5 separate regions of the Mus musculus genome follow, and all the other regions are linked to region 5. A link is a contact called in public Hi-C, HiChIP or PLAC-seq and promoter capture Hi-C data. All regions are on one chromosome and are shown on one strand. The core of a region is the stretch at or near the end of the contact, and the rest is flanking DNA. Distances in the headings are between cores, read along the strand shown.

Region 1 (3,209 bases), core at 589-3,088, 890 kb before region 5:
CTGCTGAGATTCCATCTCACTCCAGTCAGAAAGGCAATCATTAAAGATAAATAACAAGATAACAACAAATGCTGGCAAGGATTTGGAAAGAAAGAACCCTTATATACTATTTGTGGGACTATAAACAGATACTATGGAAGACAGAAGATTCCTAAAACTAGAGCTACCGTCTGATCTAGTTGACATACATACATACATATATATATGTATGCACACACACACACACATATATACAAATGAATGATTGTCAGTACACAAGAGATACCTACAATATGCATATTTTATCACAACACTACTCCCACAACGGACAAGTTACAGAACCAAACCAGACACCCACCAAGATATGAATTGTTTAAAATATATACACATACAATGGAATATTAGAATCAAAGTCAAAGCTAGGAATATAGCTCACTAGATATAGCCCAGTTGGAGTGATTGCCTATCATATATGAGGTTTTTGGGTTTGATATCCAGAACTGAAAACTAAGAACTGCCAGGAATGGTTACTGTGGTTGTTTGACTAGATGCCCCTCACAGTCCTGGGCACTTGAACACTTGTTTCCAGTTGATGGCTATTTGCGGAGGAGCAAGTGTGGCCTTGCTGGAGAAATTATGTCACTGAGGACAGGCTTTGAGGTTTCAAAAGACTCCTATCAGCTTAAGTTAGCTCAAGACTTTCTGTTTGTGCTTAGAGAAATATGCTCCCAGCTGCTGCCCTAGCTGCTCGCTACCTCCGAACCGCCATAACGATGGCTATCCCTCTGGAACCGTGAGCGCCAAATAATCTTTTATAGTTGCCTTGGCCATGTGTTTTATCACCGAATAGTAACTGACAGCCCTTTCTGTATCCTCAGCACTTCTCCCAAATAAATCTCCTAGAACTCTGTAGACGATATGCTGGCCTTGAACTCAGAGATCCATCTGCCTCTGCCTTCTGTGCGCTGGGACTTAAGGTGTGCGCTACTGCACCCCCACAAATCAAACTTCCTGAACAACCACTTAAACCTTGTAAATTACTCTGAATAATTTTCCTTAAAAACAAACACCAATAACAACGGAGAGGCGCCTACACATAACAGTTGCAAAATACTCCTATGCAAAATTCTCCCTTGAAAAGGCCAAGAAACCCATACTCACCCTTGGGCTTTATCTTGTTTTGTTTTGTTTTGTTTTTTCCCCCTGAGCACCTATTAGCCACTGTGCTCAAGAGTGCTAAAATTATCTTTTAATAAATCCCAATTCTGCTTCATATTGGTTTGTCATGAAGTTGTTTTCTACAAAACCATGAATCTTGCTTTTTCCTGAAAAGACGTTTTTAAGGGGAAAACGTCTTAGGCTGCAGACTGAGTTCCACACTATCCTTGGGTACAGCGTGCGACACAGAACAAACAGAAACCGCGAACACGCTGCGGTCCTGGTTCCCAGACTGGAACGTGACAAACCCAAACTTTTTTTGTTTTGAGACAGCATCTTACTACTTGGCTGTGCTGCCTTTGAACTCTTCAGCAATCTTCCTTGCCTTCGCTTCTCGAATATTTTTAAGGTTTTTTTCCCCTGCTATGCCAGGCTTGGCATCAAGTTTACTACTTGCTTGTGAGAGTCTGCGCAGCCGCGAAGAATGGAGTCCGTGTCTGTTTGCTCAGTTGGGAACCAATAAAGTTGAACGCCTTCAAAGGGGGCCTAGCCTCTTAGGCAGGGCTGGGTAATCTTGACAAGGAACCAGACTGGAAACTCGCGCGCTTCCAGGTCCTCCCGACCTCCGTGAGCAGCGTAGTCCTCCCTACAGGCGGAGCTTTCGTGCTGAGGAAAAGTTGCGGGGGGGACTTCCGGTGCTAGGGACCACGCGTGGGCGGGGTTTCCGGTACGGCGGCGAGCGCGGCTGTGGCAGTCTTTCCCGGTAACAAGAGGCGCCCGTGCGGGGCAGCAGCATCATGAAGCCTAGACCCGGGGTTTTCGTAGACAGGAAACTGAAGCAGCGGGTCATTCAGGTGCGTGTGTGTCTGCGGACACTGCATCTCCATTTGCGCGCGGCTGCCTGGCTTGGCGCCTCTGGCCGCCGCCGCCGGGTTCCAGCATGGTCTGGATGTTCCCTTGCGGCTGCCGTAGAGAAACAGGCCTGGGAGCCTGGAGGCTTTGACATTATTTTTCTTATTTTCGTATCTTGGAAGCACTGTGTGGTGGACGCCTTCAGTGGCGTAGTCAGAGATACGAATTAAAGGGAGGGAGAGGTTTGGATTTTGTTTGGCGGTCGTACTGTGTAGCCCTGCCTACCCTAGACCTCGTTTGTGGACCAGGCTAGCTTTGAACTAGAGCCCCATCTTCCTCTGCTCCAAGGCTGGGTTAAAGGCTGCACCAACCACGCCCCGCAAGGCATTTTTGTATTTGTTTCCCATTTTTCACTGGTGGAATTTCGGGGTTTTTAAAAATTGGAGTTTCAAGAACTTAGATTGTTTTTCCTTGATCTGCCGTCCTTGCTTATTTTGGGGTTCGAAAGTTCTCTTAAGTTTTCAATTCTCTGGGCTTCTTGTATCCCTTCTTTCTTCATACTCCTTTCTTTCAAAAGATTTATTTATTTATTAGATGTAAGTACACTGTAGCTGTCTTCGGTTGTGAGCCACCATGTGGTTGCTGGGATTTGAACTCAGGACCTTGAAAGAGCAGTCACTGCTCTTAACGGCTAAGCCATCTATCTCTCCAGCTCCTTCTTACTCCTTTCTCACCTCCATACTTTTTACTAGATCTCATTCAGCCTAACACCTTTAAGTATGAGCTACCCTGTGACCCAAATTTGTATGTTTTACTGTTGGTTTCATTTTGTTTTTCTTTTCCGAGTCAGGGTTTCTCTGTGTAGCCCAGGCTGTTCTGGGACTCCTTCTGTAGACCAGGCTGGCCTCTTCCTTCCTCTCTGCCTTCCTAGTTCTGGGATTAAAGGTGTGGGCCACCTTAAAGTCAACAGGCCTTAGAGTTAAGTTATTCTTTACCTAAAAAATGTACTCACCTACTTTTTGTTACTGTTTTGAGACAGAGTCTCTTGAATTTTTCTATAGCCAGTTTCCTAGCTACCTCTGCTCAGTGCCCCAGGTTTTGCCTTTAAAAGAAAAATAGAGTATTTTTATTTTACTAGCATTTTATTTTATATGCTTTGATGTTGTGTCTGCACATACGTCTGTGTGAGGGTGTAGATCCCCTGGAACTGGAGTTATGGA
Region 2 (3,532 bases), core at 174-2,673, 690 kb before region 5:
TAAGGAAGGGAGAGTGTTGTGGTACCCACCCATTTACCCCAACATTCAGGAGGCAGAGGCAGGTGGATCTCTGTGAGTTCTAGGCCATCCGTGGCTACATAGTAAGACCCTGCCTCAAAAGCAAAACAGAAGGCCTAAGGGCCTCCTCAACCAGGTAGCCTATTCTGCCTCATGCAGACATAAGGGCTGCTTCTCTGCCTCAATATCCCCTGTGGGCTAGAATCAGGGAAATCAAATACCGCAGAGCAAACAAGAAAGGCTTGACAAGTGAGAGGGATCAGAAGCCACAGTCCGAGACCCTCTCCTCCAGTCGGAGCAACCTGTGCCCACCCAGCAGCAGCAGAGTCAGAGGCTGCTACAGAAACATTCTCTAGGCTTTCAATGAGCCAGTCCGTTCTTGCCTTCCCAAAGGAACACGCTCTGAGAGGGCAGATGGGAGCACACCCACCAAGGGGCAGCCAAGCCAGAGAGAGAAGGCTCTGGGTGTGTGTAGGGAAGAAATCAAACAAGTCCCTAAGGGATGGAAATGCTGCTCAAAGCCAAGTGCACGCCTAGAATGTGCAAGGCAAAAGGCTGTATTCCAACCGCATCACTACGAGGAGCGAGGGGGCCTTAAAAACAGCAATTAGACACTGTGGTCTCAGGATCCCTGCCTAGGTACACACTTAGCAATAGCCACCATCCCACATCCAGTGAATATTCGTACACGCAAACGCTCAGCACTCCACCATATCATTGGCACCCCAAACTCTCAACAGGGCAGGCTCTGGGACCCAGCCAAAGCTTCAGGAGAGAAAATATGTTCCCAGGCCTTTTGCAAAAGTCCCTACAAGCTGTTGGCTCCTGTTTGGGACAGAAAGACAGCAACTCCACCTCACCCGAGGTGTCAGGTAGCCAGGCTTATCAGGTCTGGGTAAGTTGTTGTCGGATGTGGTTTCTTTGCCGTCTCAGCTCTTCCCTCCCCCTCCCGCCCTTTCCCAAGTCCCCAGTTTTCCTCCACCCGGTGCTACCCGGGCAGGAGGGAGTGGTCACCCGGACAGTACGAAGCCCGCCCAAGCCGGGTCTAGCCTCGTAAGGAATTAAAGAAAAGAGGGCTCCGACGCTGCCCTTCGGGTTAGGCGGGGAGATCCGACTCCACAAACAAACTCCAAAGCCCGCCGAGGAGGTGGAGGGAAGGATCCGCCACGCAGCCAAGAGCTGTCAGGAAGTCCCAGCGGCGCGGGGCTTGATTGGCACTCTCCAGCCACCTACCCCGCTACTGTCACCAGACAGTCCCCGGGGAAAGCGACCCGAGGCGCCCCGCCCCGCGAGGACCCGGGCCGGCGCGTCCTGGGAGGGGCTGGCCGCAACCTCCCCATCTCTGCTCCCCTTCCCACTTTACCTGCGGCGGCGGCGCGGCGCGCGCGCCCGGGGGAGTGGTCAGTCCGTACCTGGCGAGGCGGGGTGGCGTCCGCACCACTTAAAAGTTACAAAGTGAAACTCCGGCTCCTCTTGCACATGCGCAGAACTGTGTCCACGCGTTACCTAATTTGGACTCTTCGCTCGCGCCGGCCCCAGCAGGACCTCGAGCTCTGTGCGCCGGGCAGTGAACCCCAATGTGGTTCTCTAACGCTGGTCCACGCGTGGCCGTCCTCACGGAGGTCTAGGGGCGGGACCAGACCAGCTAACGCCCACAAGGCTGGGAGAGGACGTCTCCGAACTGCCTTTCCTTTGTGCCCTAGCACATCCCCACTGAGAGGGCACTGGGCCGTGCCTAGGATAGTTGCGGCGTTGGAGAGCATCTGCAAATGTTCGTGATTGAATGTCCCCAGGAAATTCTAAGCTGGCCCAGTTGGATTTCAGGGCGGGGGAACACCAGGGCGCAGTGGACCTACCCTGTTCCCAGTCCCGCCGCATAAGAGAGCCGGGACCTTGAAAGTTACAAAGCTCTGTCCTGCCCCAAATAAAGAACAACATTTCCAGCGTTCCCTAGGACCACGCGTTACTGCTCTGCCCCGGGTCACCAGCGTTGCCAACTGGGACCAAACACGCTGAGCGTCTGGTGTGTTCTGGCTGCGACTTGGAGGTTTCCAGATAACAGCGGCCTCTGGACCTGCTCTGCGCCCTCTCCCAGGACAGGACCGACGCTGGATCTTTAGGGAAATGGAGTAAGGATCCTGGAGGGGCCACTGCCTCAAACCACCCACTTGCAGGTCTCGGTTTACACAAGGAAAGGAGTGGGACCAAAGCTTGCTGCTGAGTTCTTGCCACACTGACACCGCCATGCCCGGCAAATCCTCATTCCCTAAGGCACAGTTTTGCTGCTTCTCTGACCTCACTTCCATGTTTTAGCTTTCATCTTCTACTGTAAAGATAAAAATACTCTCGCAGCCTCCCTGGTCCTGATTCTAGCCCAGCCTGCAACTATCTGAAACAGGGTGTCTCTTTCCTCTTTGGTTCTCTGTCCCTTCCCACTCCCATCCTCCAACCCCTTAAGACCTAGCTAACAGTTAATTTCCCAGAGCCATCCTCTGTCCTTGTCTTTTCTTTGTTAGGGACCCCACAACTGGCTTCTCTAGGTCCCTGGTTGTAGGCCCCCAGTCATTTATGCACTTGGCTCCTCAGATTGGCTCTGCCTGATCTTCTCCAGGCTCCCATCCCACACATCCTCATTTCTGCCTTTGTTGATCACGCTGACACCTGCCTGGCCTGTGGCCTGGGATCTAGCCCCAGTCATTAGGATAATGGCCCAGCTACCAAAGAAAAGGTTAGGGCCCTTGGTAAGGGAAGGAAAGGCTTCCCATGTCTGGTCTTCTGCAGGTTACAGTTGTCTCAAGGTCCAGAGAAGGCTGGGATGGATCAGAGTGTTTGAGTTGACAAGACCTGGGCTAGAGATGTAGCTCAAGTTGGCAGAGTGTTTGGGTAGTGTGCACGATACCTAGTGACACACAAGCCAGTCATGGTGATACAGGTCTGTACTCACCGCACTCCGGATGTGGATGGATGTGGACACAGGATGAGAAGTTCAAGGTTCAAGCTCAGGATAAAGGCGCTTACCACGAAAGCCTAACCAGCTGCGTCTCTGAGTCTCACCCACAGAACCCACTGTTGAAAGAGAGAACCAGCTCCTTAAAGTTTCCATTTGACTTCCAAAGCACTTGCTGGCTGGCACTCACACACACACACACACACACACTCACAGAAACACACACTCACATACACTCACACTCACATACTCACACACACTCACACAAACACACTCACTCACACACACTCACAGAAACACACACTCACACAAACACACTCACATACTCACACACTCACATACGCATACACACACATTCACACACACACACTCACATACACACACACTCACATACACACACACTCACACAAACACACTCACATACTCACTCACATTCACACACACACTCACAGAAACACACACTCACACAAACACACTCACATACTCACACACACTCACATACACTCACACAAACACACTCACATACTCACACACACACTCACATGCACACACACACAAACACACTCA
Region 3 (3,082 bases), core at 315-2,814, 570 kb before region 5:
GATTGCCAGCCTGAACTCCGTCTGGGAAGATGTATTTGTGTTCCTAAGTGGGGAATCCACAGAAGCAACATTTAAGATACACACACACACACACACACACACACACACACACACACACACCCCGCACCCAGGTCATTAGCTTCGTGTTGTTTGAAACAAGACACCTCATTTCATCTGCGGCACACCTCTTTCGGGAATCCAGGAAACACACTGCATGTGAGGCTCTGTAAGTACGTTCCCTAGATAATGCTCATTCTCTTTGGTCCCTTTGGTAGTGTTTATCCAGCCTGAAGTTGAAAATGGAATAAGAGGCGGGTTCACAGAGCCCAGCCATTGTGCAAGAAGCCATATATCTGCGACGCTGCTGACAGGCTCTGTAGGTGACTGGACAGAATCACTCCCTCGGATTTGGAGAGGGAGAAGAGCCAACGTGGAAAACAGGCTCTCTCTACATCTAACAGCAGTACCTTGGGGCTTGGACAGGAATTCAGGATGCAATCAACCACGTTAGAAGCATTGTGTCTCCACATTCACCCAGAGACCATGGCATCCATCCACAGTCCTCTGAAGGGGAAACCTTACTCCTTTTAACGCATGGAAAAACAGCGCACGCACGGGTCTAAGATTGGAGCCCTTCGAGGTGATAGTAACTAAAGCAGGCCACACCCCAAAACTGCTTACCAAAGCCAGCTCTCCTGGGCAGGGCTCATCAGCCCCGGAGGACTGCGGGGGCTGAGGACTGTGTTGACTAGCGTGGCTGCCCATCTTAGTCATTCCCAGGCAGGCACATGCTAGAGCCGGAACCCGTACCATATCCAATTCAGATGCAACCAGGCCCTCACACACCACTGCGCTTTTCCCCTACAGCTCTGGGCAGTTGGAAAGGGCTTTCCATGCTCCCTTAGGACCAGTCGTGTATCTGGATGCAACTCCTGTGAGATTTCTCCAGCCATGTTCTCTAACAACCGAGAGCGCAAGGACATAGGGAAGGCTTCATCATCTCCACGCCATTGTACCTTCAGTGACCTTCAGTGACGACAGCTATGAGGCATTCTAGCCTCTTCACCCAAAGCTTCTCCTTGCCTTGTGACAATTCTGGGCGTGGCTCTACGAGACCAGAAGTGTGGGCTGGACCTGCAGGCAGGAAACGTGTAGGAAGTAGACTATAAGTAGAACTAACACAGCCATTGGTCTCCAGGACCAGTTCCGTGCTGGAGGCTGAGGTCCCTGCACACCTGCCCTTTACCTCAAGCGCTGGGTGGGCTGTTCCCGGTGCATTATGGGCTTTTAATAGTACCTAGTCCCCATCTCTGGCCGATCTTTTCTGGTACTTGAAGGGACAATGGAAAAGACAAGCTGTTTTCTCTACAGTGAGATAAAATGAAATCCCCTTTGTATCCCACCCCTTAGGAATAAGATATTTTTGCTTGGATGAAATCAACATATCTTACAAACTACTGACCAGTGTCTTGGGGAACTGTTGGAGTAGAAACACCACCTTCAGAGTAGGAAGACGGCTCTTACTCACTCCACTGGGAGCCTGGGCCTGACAAGCATTGTGGCATCTGCCAACTCAAGAATGAGAAAGCATAGCGGGGCGTGGTGGCACATGCCTTTAATCCCAGCACTCGGGAGGCAGAGGCAGGCGGATTTCTAAATTCGAGGCCAGCCTGGTCTACAAAGTGAGTTCCAGGACAGCCTGAGCTATACAGAGAAACCCTGTCTGGAAAAAAAAACAAAAAACAAAAAATAAACAAACAAACAAAAACAAAACAAAAGAATGAGAAAGGGTTGTGTTCTCATTTTTCGGGTGCTGTAATAAAACAATCTTTCTGACAAAAAGAAACATGGGAGGGAAGGAAAGAGTTCATTTGGCTTCCATTTCTAGGTCACAATCCATCATTAAGGTAAGCCAGGGCAGGAACTCAAGGTAAAAGTCACAGAGGAGTGCAGCTCACTGGCCCATGTGTGGCTGAGCTAGCTTGCTGATATAGCAGGCCCACGTGCCTAAGGATGGCGATGTTCACAATAGGCTGGGCCCTCCTCCACCCATCAATCATGAAGCTCTCTCATAGACAGGGGCCACAAGCCAATTTGATCTGGGCAATCCCTCAACTGAGACAATCTTTTTTTTTTTTTTTTTTTAAGACAGGGCTTTTCTGTTTAGCCCTAGTTGTCCTGGAACTCACTCTGTAGACCAGGCTGGCCTCGAACTCAAAAATCCACCTGCCTCTGCTTCCCAAGTGCCGGGATTAAAGGCGTGCGACACCACTGCCCCGCCAACTGAGACAATCTTAAATGATGCTATGTTGTGCCACCCTGACCGTCGGAGCTAACTAGGCCACTCGGGTTCTGTCCTTGCATGGTGCTTACAGTCAAGCAGAGAGAAATATCAACTACCCACAAGTGAGTGTTCAATGATAATTTGTGGTGCAAAGTCAGTTTATAAAATTTAAAAATGACAGGAACACAACAATTAGGTCTTTTTATTTTGTTTTGGTTTTCTACTGGTGCTAGGCCAGGGGTTGGTACATGCTAGACCCATGCCATCCCAATGAACTACAGGCATAGCCCTACAACCAGGCCAGCCTGGGCATCTTACTGAGACCCCGCCTCAGGAAATTTACAAAACATAATAAGGCCTCAGTGTTGAGCGCTCATCCCCATCACCTCCCCCATAACTCTTTCCACACCACCTAGAATGCCTCCACATTCACCCTCCTTCAAACCAGCTTTTGATTTTGTTTTGTTTTGAGACAGAGCAGGCCTGACTGGCCTGGAATCATGGAGCCCAGGCTGCCCAGGAACTCAGAGAAGTCTACCTGCTTCTGCCTTGGGAGCACTGAGATTAGAGCTGGCTCTTACTATTTTTTTAAGGAGGTGATCGTCGGGAGATGAGGAGTGGGAAGAGGGGAGTAGACAGGGTGCAGGAGCCGCATGAAGCCAGCTGTGTTGCTCCTGCAGTTGGGCCTGATGTCCCTTGGGGTCTCTGAGGGACAGCACAGAACAGGTTTCTGAGTTTTCCCACCCAGGAGGAGGAAGTTAAGAAGCCCCCAATTCCCACCCATCATGAGCCAAAGCC
Region 4 (3,187 bases), core at 145-2,644, 590 kb after region 5:
CAGAAAACAATAAATGTCCAAAACTTCTCTGTCAAGGTTCTGTGTGTTAGCAATGGCAGCACAAAACAAAAGGCTGTGTTCCCTTGCCCTGACAAGGCTCAGTGTGGAACCATAAAACTGAATAGAAAGAATGAAGAACAAGTATGACTTGTCCTGGGTGGAGATTTAGTTGCCAAACTCCAAGGCTATGGGGTTCTAAGTCGGGTGCTTCCCCAAAGCAAAAAGGTTGGGTGTGTGTGTGTGTGTGTGTGTGTACACGCAAGAGCACCCACGTGTCCCTCCTCACTCCCATGTGTGCATCACAACACTTAGGACAAGGCCTAGCATGGAAAATACTACTCAATCAACATGTTGACTAGAAGCTGAAAGAATAAGTAAACATCCAAAACTTAAAAAGAAAAAAAAAATTCCCACATTTTTATTAAGAATAAGACGACTGGAGTGGAGGGTGGGGGTGCGAAGAGGCAAGGGCATCAGTATGTCCAGGTCAGCCCACACTGCCTCAAGCAATTAAAGTGAGAACTGCAGGCGGATTTCGACAAGCAAAAACACAAACTGAAAACCAGAAAAACACACACACACAAAAAAGCAAGCAGCTAGCGGGGTAACTCAGAAGCACGGTGTATATGCTTACCACGTTCAGAAGTGCTGAGCTAAATCCGTATCACCAAGCCACAAAAATAGGTGCACTATAATATTGCTAGTACAACTCAGCTTTCTTAATTGTCCCCAAGAGACAAACTACAATGGACCTCCAAGAAATCCGTGTCTTATTTCCCTTTCCCACAAGTACAAGAACCCTTCAAACCCATCAGAACAACAGAGATGGACAGAGGAGCCACTGAAGTTCTGAACTCTCTCTCGACAGTGGAGATCCCCAAATTGGGAGGGAGAGAAAAGCCTTTTCTTCTTTTTTTCCTTTAATTTAGGAGCGGAACAAGGCCCGGCCCGGCTCGGCCAGGCGAGGCGTCCGGTCCTCCCGCAGGGCTCGATGCAGGCGCACGCTAGGGAGACGCCCCTCGGCGACCTGCGCCCAGCCCGGCCCGGCCCTGCCCACCCCGGCGACCCCGCCGTGTTACCCAGTTTCTGGGCAGCCTTCTCCAGCACTTGCTGCAGCTTCTCCTTGGAGCGACCCGCCACGGCCCAGGGCAGGCGGGAGCTCTGCTCCGAGGCTATCTGCTCCCGGGCCACCTCCTCCGTCACGAACTGGCCGGTGAAGCCAGAGGCGCCGAACACCACCAGGTGGAAAGGCCTCTGCTCCGTCGCCATGACGAGTCCACAGCGAGCTGCAGCCCGGGGCGGGCTGAGTCCACCGCGCCTGCGCCTCAGGCCGGGACCCCAGTACCGGGCGCAGCAACCGCCGCTGTCCTGGCCGCCGTCGGCGCGGCTACAGCGCCCGGCTCCCTTCGGCCCACGCGCGGGCCACGCCCACAGCCACGCCCACGCCTCCTCGCGACCAAGCTGCTGCGCCGCATCCCGGGCCACCGGCCGGTGCCGCGCCGCCACATCCGGCTCGGGCTGCACGTCCGCTTCGGTGGCTGACAGGAGCGGCCGACGGCCCATTGCTGCCCGCCGCCCGGCTACCCGCATCAATCTGGCCACCCGAATCATCGCGTCCTCTTGGTTCCCCTGAAGCAGAACCAGGGCGGGCCGGTTCTTCCCGCTTCTCTGGGGGGATTGCGAAAAGAGACGGCCGGGGGGTCGCCCACGCCGAGAACTGGAGCTTGGAAGTCGGTGGCGGAGGAGAAGCTTATTAGCAATAAGGAACGCTGGTGACCCGAGCTGAGAGCATTGGACTGACTGTCTGTCATCCAGCCTTTCTGATGGTGTCAGAGACCATTGCTTTGGGCTAGGCTTCCTTTAAAAAAATTTTTTAAATTATTTTTAAGTTTGTTTATGCGTCTGTATGTCTTGTCTGTGCACACGCCCGTGCCACAGGAGCCAGGGGACAACTAGTCTAGGGATCAAATGTCAGGATCAGCAGTAAGCACTTGTGCCTACTGAGCTATTCTCGGAGCTGCTACAGACCAAACCTAATCGTGTTCGTTGAGACTTATTGTAGAAAGCAGAATGTCCATGGGGGTGGGTACAGCAGCTAGGCCAGGGTATTTAGATGACCACTATCCCATGAAGCCTCTCATTTGCCTTAGTGATTTTTTTTTTTTTTTTCTGTAAATATCACTTGACTTGAATTCCGTTCTGGATTTCTTAGACCCAGCTCTGGTTTTCAGGGCTGCCCAAATTGCTGATTATTGTTGAGCGTTGTTTGTTTGTTTGTTTTCCTTTGTCTTAAGCTTGCTTAAAGTTTTGTTGTTGCTTTTGTTTCCAGACAGCTTCTCTGTGGCCTCAGAATCTGGGTCCTCCAGTGTCAGTCTCCTGAGTCTTTGAATTACAAGCCTTCCACCCCACTTCCCACCCCACTCCTTTTCTTTTGTTTTTTTGAGACAGTGTTTCTCTTTGTTAACTCTGGTGGCTGTCCTGGGACTCTCTTGGTAGACTAGGCCAGCCTCCAGCTCAGATCCACCAGCCTCTGCCTCCTGAGCACTGGACCAGCTTCCCCTGCTGTTTTTTGTTGTTGTTGTTTTGTTTTGTTTTGTTTTTAATGCTCTAGTTGGTTTTCTCTCACGATCAAGAAATTCTTGGGGAATGAAGAGATGGCTCCACAGTTAAGCACACTAGATGCTCTTCCAGAGAACTCAGGTTCGATTCCTAGCACCCACAAGGCAACTTACAGCCTTCTGTAACTCCAGTTCCAGGGGATCTGGTACTCTCTTCTGGCTTCCTCTGGTACCGGGTACTTACATGATGCACAGAAGTACACACAGGCAAAACACACACACACAAAACCAAACAAAAAGAAAATATCTGATAAATTAACTTGCAAAGAAGAAGAAGTTTGCTTAGGTTTGCAGTTTGTGTATTTTCAGTCTTTAGTCAGATGTGCCTGTTGCTTTGGGTCTCTGGGCCTCTGGTAGTCTTTCTGGATGCCGGTGACTGGACTTCAAGGCAGAGAAAATTACTCTTATGTGCATTGGTGTGAGAGGATCAGGTGCTGGAGTTACAGACAGTTGTGAGCTGCCATGTGGGTGCTGGGAATTGAACCTGGGTCCTTTGGAAGAACAACCAGTAGCCCTTAACCACTGAGCCATCTCTCCAGCCCCCACAAACTACTCTTTTCATGGCCATG
Region 5 (3,525 bases), core at 975-3,474:
ATACCTAATTTTTAAAATAACTGCCACCCAAAATATAAATATGTAACTAAAAATTTTATAAAAGTCCAACAAAGAAAGTGTTGCCCAGAACCTAAGATGCTAAATACCCAGATCAGACTAGGCGAGGCTACACTGCAGTAGCAGATAACTGCTCAGTCTTTGGGAACTGTTTTATTACTTATGTTCTGCATATGCTGAAGTCTTAATGCTTTTTTGTCCCTTCAAAGTTGCTGTGCTAAAATACAAACCCCCATGGTTATAGGTTAAGAGGTGGAGCCTTGGGGCAGTGATCAGCCCACAGGAACACAGGCCTCATGGATGAGATCAACAAGAGGGAGATTTCAGACCTAGGTCTACTGATTCTGCGCTGTCTGCCACGTAGTCATCATAGAAGGATACTATATAAGACTACCTATAAACTAGGACGCAAGTCCTCTCCAGACAGTAAGCCTGCTAAGGTCTTGATCTTGGGCTACCCAGCCTCCAGAACAGCGGAAAAACACATTTCTATTGTTATAAGTTGCCTGCCTCTGGTGGTTTATTATAGCAGCCTGAATGGACTGAGACAGTGGCCTGTCTGTGTTAGTTGTAAGTCCTGTTCAATAGAGAAGCCTCCATTACAGCACAATTGGGCTTTTTCAAGTGTGGTGAGCATGCCCAGGTCCAGAACTTCTGTCCACAACTTCCACATGATAAGAGTCATCTGTAGTAGAGAAGGATGGTGCCCCTACAGGGGGAGGGACAGTGGACATGAGGAGTACTATGGGCTATCATTTCAATGTCAAACAGAACAAAATGAAACCCACACCACCTCAAGCCGAGAAGGGAGGCAGAGGAAGGAAACACTTACTGTCTGTTCAGGATCCACGCTGCCCCCTGCCCCCTCATTTCTCTGTAATGTGCCATGTTCCTCTGAAGGCCCTCACACTATCCTTTCACAGATGAGGAAACCGAGGCCCAGCAAGGGTAAGGAACTGCAACAGACAAGCAGAAGAGGGAGATTTCGGACCTCCGTTCATGCGTCTATGCTATCTGCCAGGTAGAACCCACTTTCTCAATTGTGTTAAGGAAAAAATTCAAGATGTTGAGCTAAGTCCACAGACTCAGAAGTAGGTTGGTGTCTAACAGGGTCAGGGAGAGGGACAGGAAACCTTTCAATTATACAACTGCCTTTTATTTTTTAAGCAATGGGCTGTTTTACAATCACACAAGCCAGATTGGCACACATTGAAGTCACTAAATACCTTAAATTAAAATGATTACTTTTTTGCAGTGATGGTGGTGGTGAAGACATGGTCTCTATATAGCCTGGCTGTCCTGGAACTCACTCTGTAAACCAGGCTGGCCTTGAACTCAGAGATGTGCCTGTCTCTGCCTTTCCGGTGCTGGGATTAAAGGTGTACACACTGCCCAGCCGTATTTTTTTCTTTTAAAGACAAGGTCTAATGTGTCCCAGGCTGGCCTCGAACTTGCTATGTAACTAGGAATGACCTTGGACTTCTAGTGACAGGATTACTCAGCCATGCATACACCAGAATTGAGTATTAAACTCAGGGTTTCCTGCATGCTAGGCAGGCACTTAGTTGAACTACATCCCCAGCCCTACAATGACAATTTTATGTTATACGAATTTCACAGTAATTAAAGGAGAAATAAAGCTACATGAGATAATGACAACTGTGGCAAATTGTTGACAATTTCAACTCACTCCACAGACCGATCCTGCGATCACAACCCCTCCCTGCCCTCACCCCGAGGCTGATTCCTAGATCTCGTTGCAATTTTATCCCAGTTCATATTTACCCAGAGCTCCCCATGTATGTCGCGGAAGCACTCTGGAAAAAATCAATCAGGAGAAGGCTCCCGATGTTAGCTTACTTTAGACTCCATTTTAAAGTGCATGAAACCGGAGGAGGGAGGGGCAGCAGAGGCTCCTGAAATCACAAAGCAAATACCCACCCCTTGTCCCAGTGGCGCTGCCAGGCCCCTAAGAAAAGGCACTAGCCAACTTCAGATTTCAATGTCAGTATGATGCTGCGGTCTCCAGGGCAAGACACAGCGAAGGCCTGCACCTTCTGCACCCAGTGTTTTCCTGTAAACCGACGATGAAGGCGCAAGTGCACAGGGGAACCTGGCACCGCCCAAGGGACGGGACAGGGGCGGAGCCAGGAAGTGGGCGTGTCCCCCACCGGGGGCGTGTCTGAGGCGCTGGCGAACCGGGGCAGTGGGCGGGGCCGGCGCTAGCCCAGGAGAGGCGCTCCGCCCGCGGCGTAAACTCTACCCCGCGCCGCGGCGGAGCAGGTGAGCGGAGGGCGGGGGCTGGGTGTGTGCGGCCGGGTACCTGTCACCGATCGCGGGTAGCCGGCAGCATGGAGAGCCCGGATGCAGCGAGGCCCTTCGTGCGCACGCCCCTGACCGCTGCTTCCGTTGCCCTCCCGGGGCATCAGGGTCTGGGCTCCAAGCTGCGGCCCCTGCGGCGATCTCGGCCTCTGCGGCCGGCTCAGGGGCGAGGAGAAAGTGCTGGGGAGGCAGCAGTGCGGCCGGCCCAGAACTGGGGCTTGGAAGGAGCGTAGGGTGCAGCTCTGGGCCTCTGGCCGCGTCCGGGTGCCCTCGCGTCCCTTCCTGCCTCCAGAACCCCAGGCGCGGAGTGAGGTGTTAAAGGGCCAGTGCACGTGGGTCTCACCGCTGTGTTCACCAGGCATTTTGGTCCCTGCTACCCAGGCTCTGACCTGGTCTACCTGGGCTCTGCTACAGATGGGAGTAAGAACTTCTTCCTGTATGAGGAGCGAGGCGCCCAACAGGGCCTGAGGCAGGCGTTCTGTTACCAGCTGTGTTCAGTGTTTTGTAAATCCCTTAAGGCAGTAGGGAGACGCCCAGAATCAAGCCTCTGAACCGAAGGAACTCGGCAAAGCAAGAGCTAGTTGCCACTGAATTATACTGATGAAGAAACTGCGCCTAGGGCTGAGGATGTAGCTGTGTGGTAGAGTGTTGTTAGCCAAGCATGCATGCGGCCGGCCAGGAGAGGAAAAGGAGGGTGAGAAGAACAACTCCCAGAACTAAAAAGTGCGGTTGCCCAAGGTCTCCTGTGTAAGATACAGGGAAACCAGGCTTAGAGCCTGCTGCCTGGGCCTCTGTTTCTGCTATCCAGACATAAGTCCTTTGCCAGTTAAATGAAATGTCCTAGCACCTCTGCTTAGGGATTTTTCTTTAAAGATATGAATGGTTGTGAAATGACTGCATCCATTTACTGATGGAGGATTAGAGAGCCTCAAAATCAGAACAGATGCAGACCAATTTAACTCCGTCCCCAGAATAGTCTCTTGGAGTCAGAGAGACGCAACCATTCAGAATAGGTGCACCTGCTGGCTGTATAGTCCCTCTGTGGACACCTAAGCCTCTCAGGCCTTCAGCCAAGACTTTGGGCAGTAATTAAAGGCTCTGTATAAGTTGCTTCAGGTGTGTAAGCTTCAAGTTTTCCTTTAGGTGTGGGTGGCTCTGTGGAAGCCTGAGAAACAGAAGCAGATC

What was found. Promoter capture Hi-C pulls out the DNA fragments that hold promoters and counts their contacts. A called contact is a pair of places that touch in the nucleus more often than the background predicts. HiChIP or PLAC-seq counts read pairs in DNA pulled down with a chosen protein or histone mark.
Region 1: an H3K4me3 HiChIP or PLAC-seq map of bone marrow-derived macrophages shows a contact between it and region 5, with 2.7 times the contacts expected there. The contact joins the promoter of Nvl here to the promoter of Psen2 in region 5. A contact is called at or near these places in 2 of 39 promoter capture datasets (liver and pre-B cells) and 1 of 115 datasets of contacts at active chromatin or transcription factors (bone marrow-derived macrophages).
Region 2: a FOXA1 HiChIP or PLAC-seq map of pancreatic cancer cells shows a contact between it and region 5. The contact joins the promoter of Tmem63a here to the promoter of Psen2 in region 5. A contact is called at or near these places in 8 of 39 promoter capture datasets (the C10 cell line, cranial neural crest, liver and 4 more) and 2 of 115 datasets of contacts at active chromatin or transcription factors (pancreatic cancer cells and pro-B cells).
Region 3: a Hi-C map of the G1E-ER4 cell line shows a contact between it and region 5, with 4 times the contacts expected there. The contact joins the promoter of G370120E05Rik here to the promoter of Psen2 in region 5. A contact is called at or near these places in 5 of 39 promoter capture datasets (the HPC-7 cell line, cranial neural crest, embryonic stem cells and 2 more), 1 of 484 Hi-C or Micro-C datasets (the G1E-ER4 cell line) and 2 of 115 datasets of contacts at active chromatin or transcription factors (the HPC-7 cell line and memory CD8 T cells).
Region 4: a promoter capture Hi-C map of cranial neural crest shows a contact between it and region 5. The contact joins the promoter of Sccpdh here to the promoter of Psen2 in region 5. A contact is called at or near these places in 13 of 39 promoter capture datasets (the 3T3-L1 cell line, 3T3-L1-derived adipocytes, the HPC-7 cell line and 7 more) and 1 of 484 Hi-C or Micro-C datasets (embryonic fibroblasts).

The regions. Positions count from the first base shown.
Region 1 is chr1:181,142,833-181,146,041 of GRCm38.p6, reverse strand. Nvl (nuclear VCP-like) reads left to right here and starts at 1,838. Exons shown (of 23, transcript NM_026171.2): 1 at 1,838-1,991. The coding sequence starts at 1,935.
Region 2 is chr1:180,940,409-180,943,940 of GRCm38.p6, reverse strand. Tmem63a (transmembrane protein 63a) reads right to left here and starts at 1,423. Exons shown (of 23, transcript NM_144794.2): 1 at 1,382-1,423.
Region 3 is chr1:180,828,005-180,831,086 of GRCm38.p6, reverse strand. G370120E05Rik (a long non-coding RNA gene) reads right to left here and starts at 1,564. Exons shown (of 3, transcript XR_003948795.1): 1 at 1,463-1,564; 2 at 682-1,134.
Region 4 is chr1:179,666,438-179,669,624 of GRCm38.p6, reverse strand. Sccpdh (saccharopine dehydrogenase (putative)) reads right to left here and starts at 1,394. Exons shown (of 12, transcript NM_178653.3): 1 at 1,080-1,394. The coding sequence starts at 1,269.
Region 5 is chr1:180,254,999-180,258,523 of GRCm38.p6, reverse strand. Psen2 (presenilin 2) reads left to right here and starts at 2,224. Exons shown (of 11, transcript NM_001128605.1): 1 at 2,224-2,301. It overlaps Gm31728 (predicted gene, 31728), which reads right to left and starts at 2,119. Exons shown (of 3, transcript NR_168339.1): 1 at 1,960-2,119; 2 at 851-974.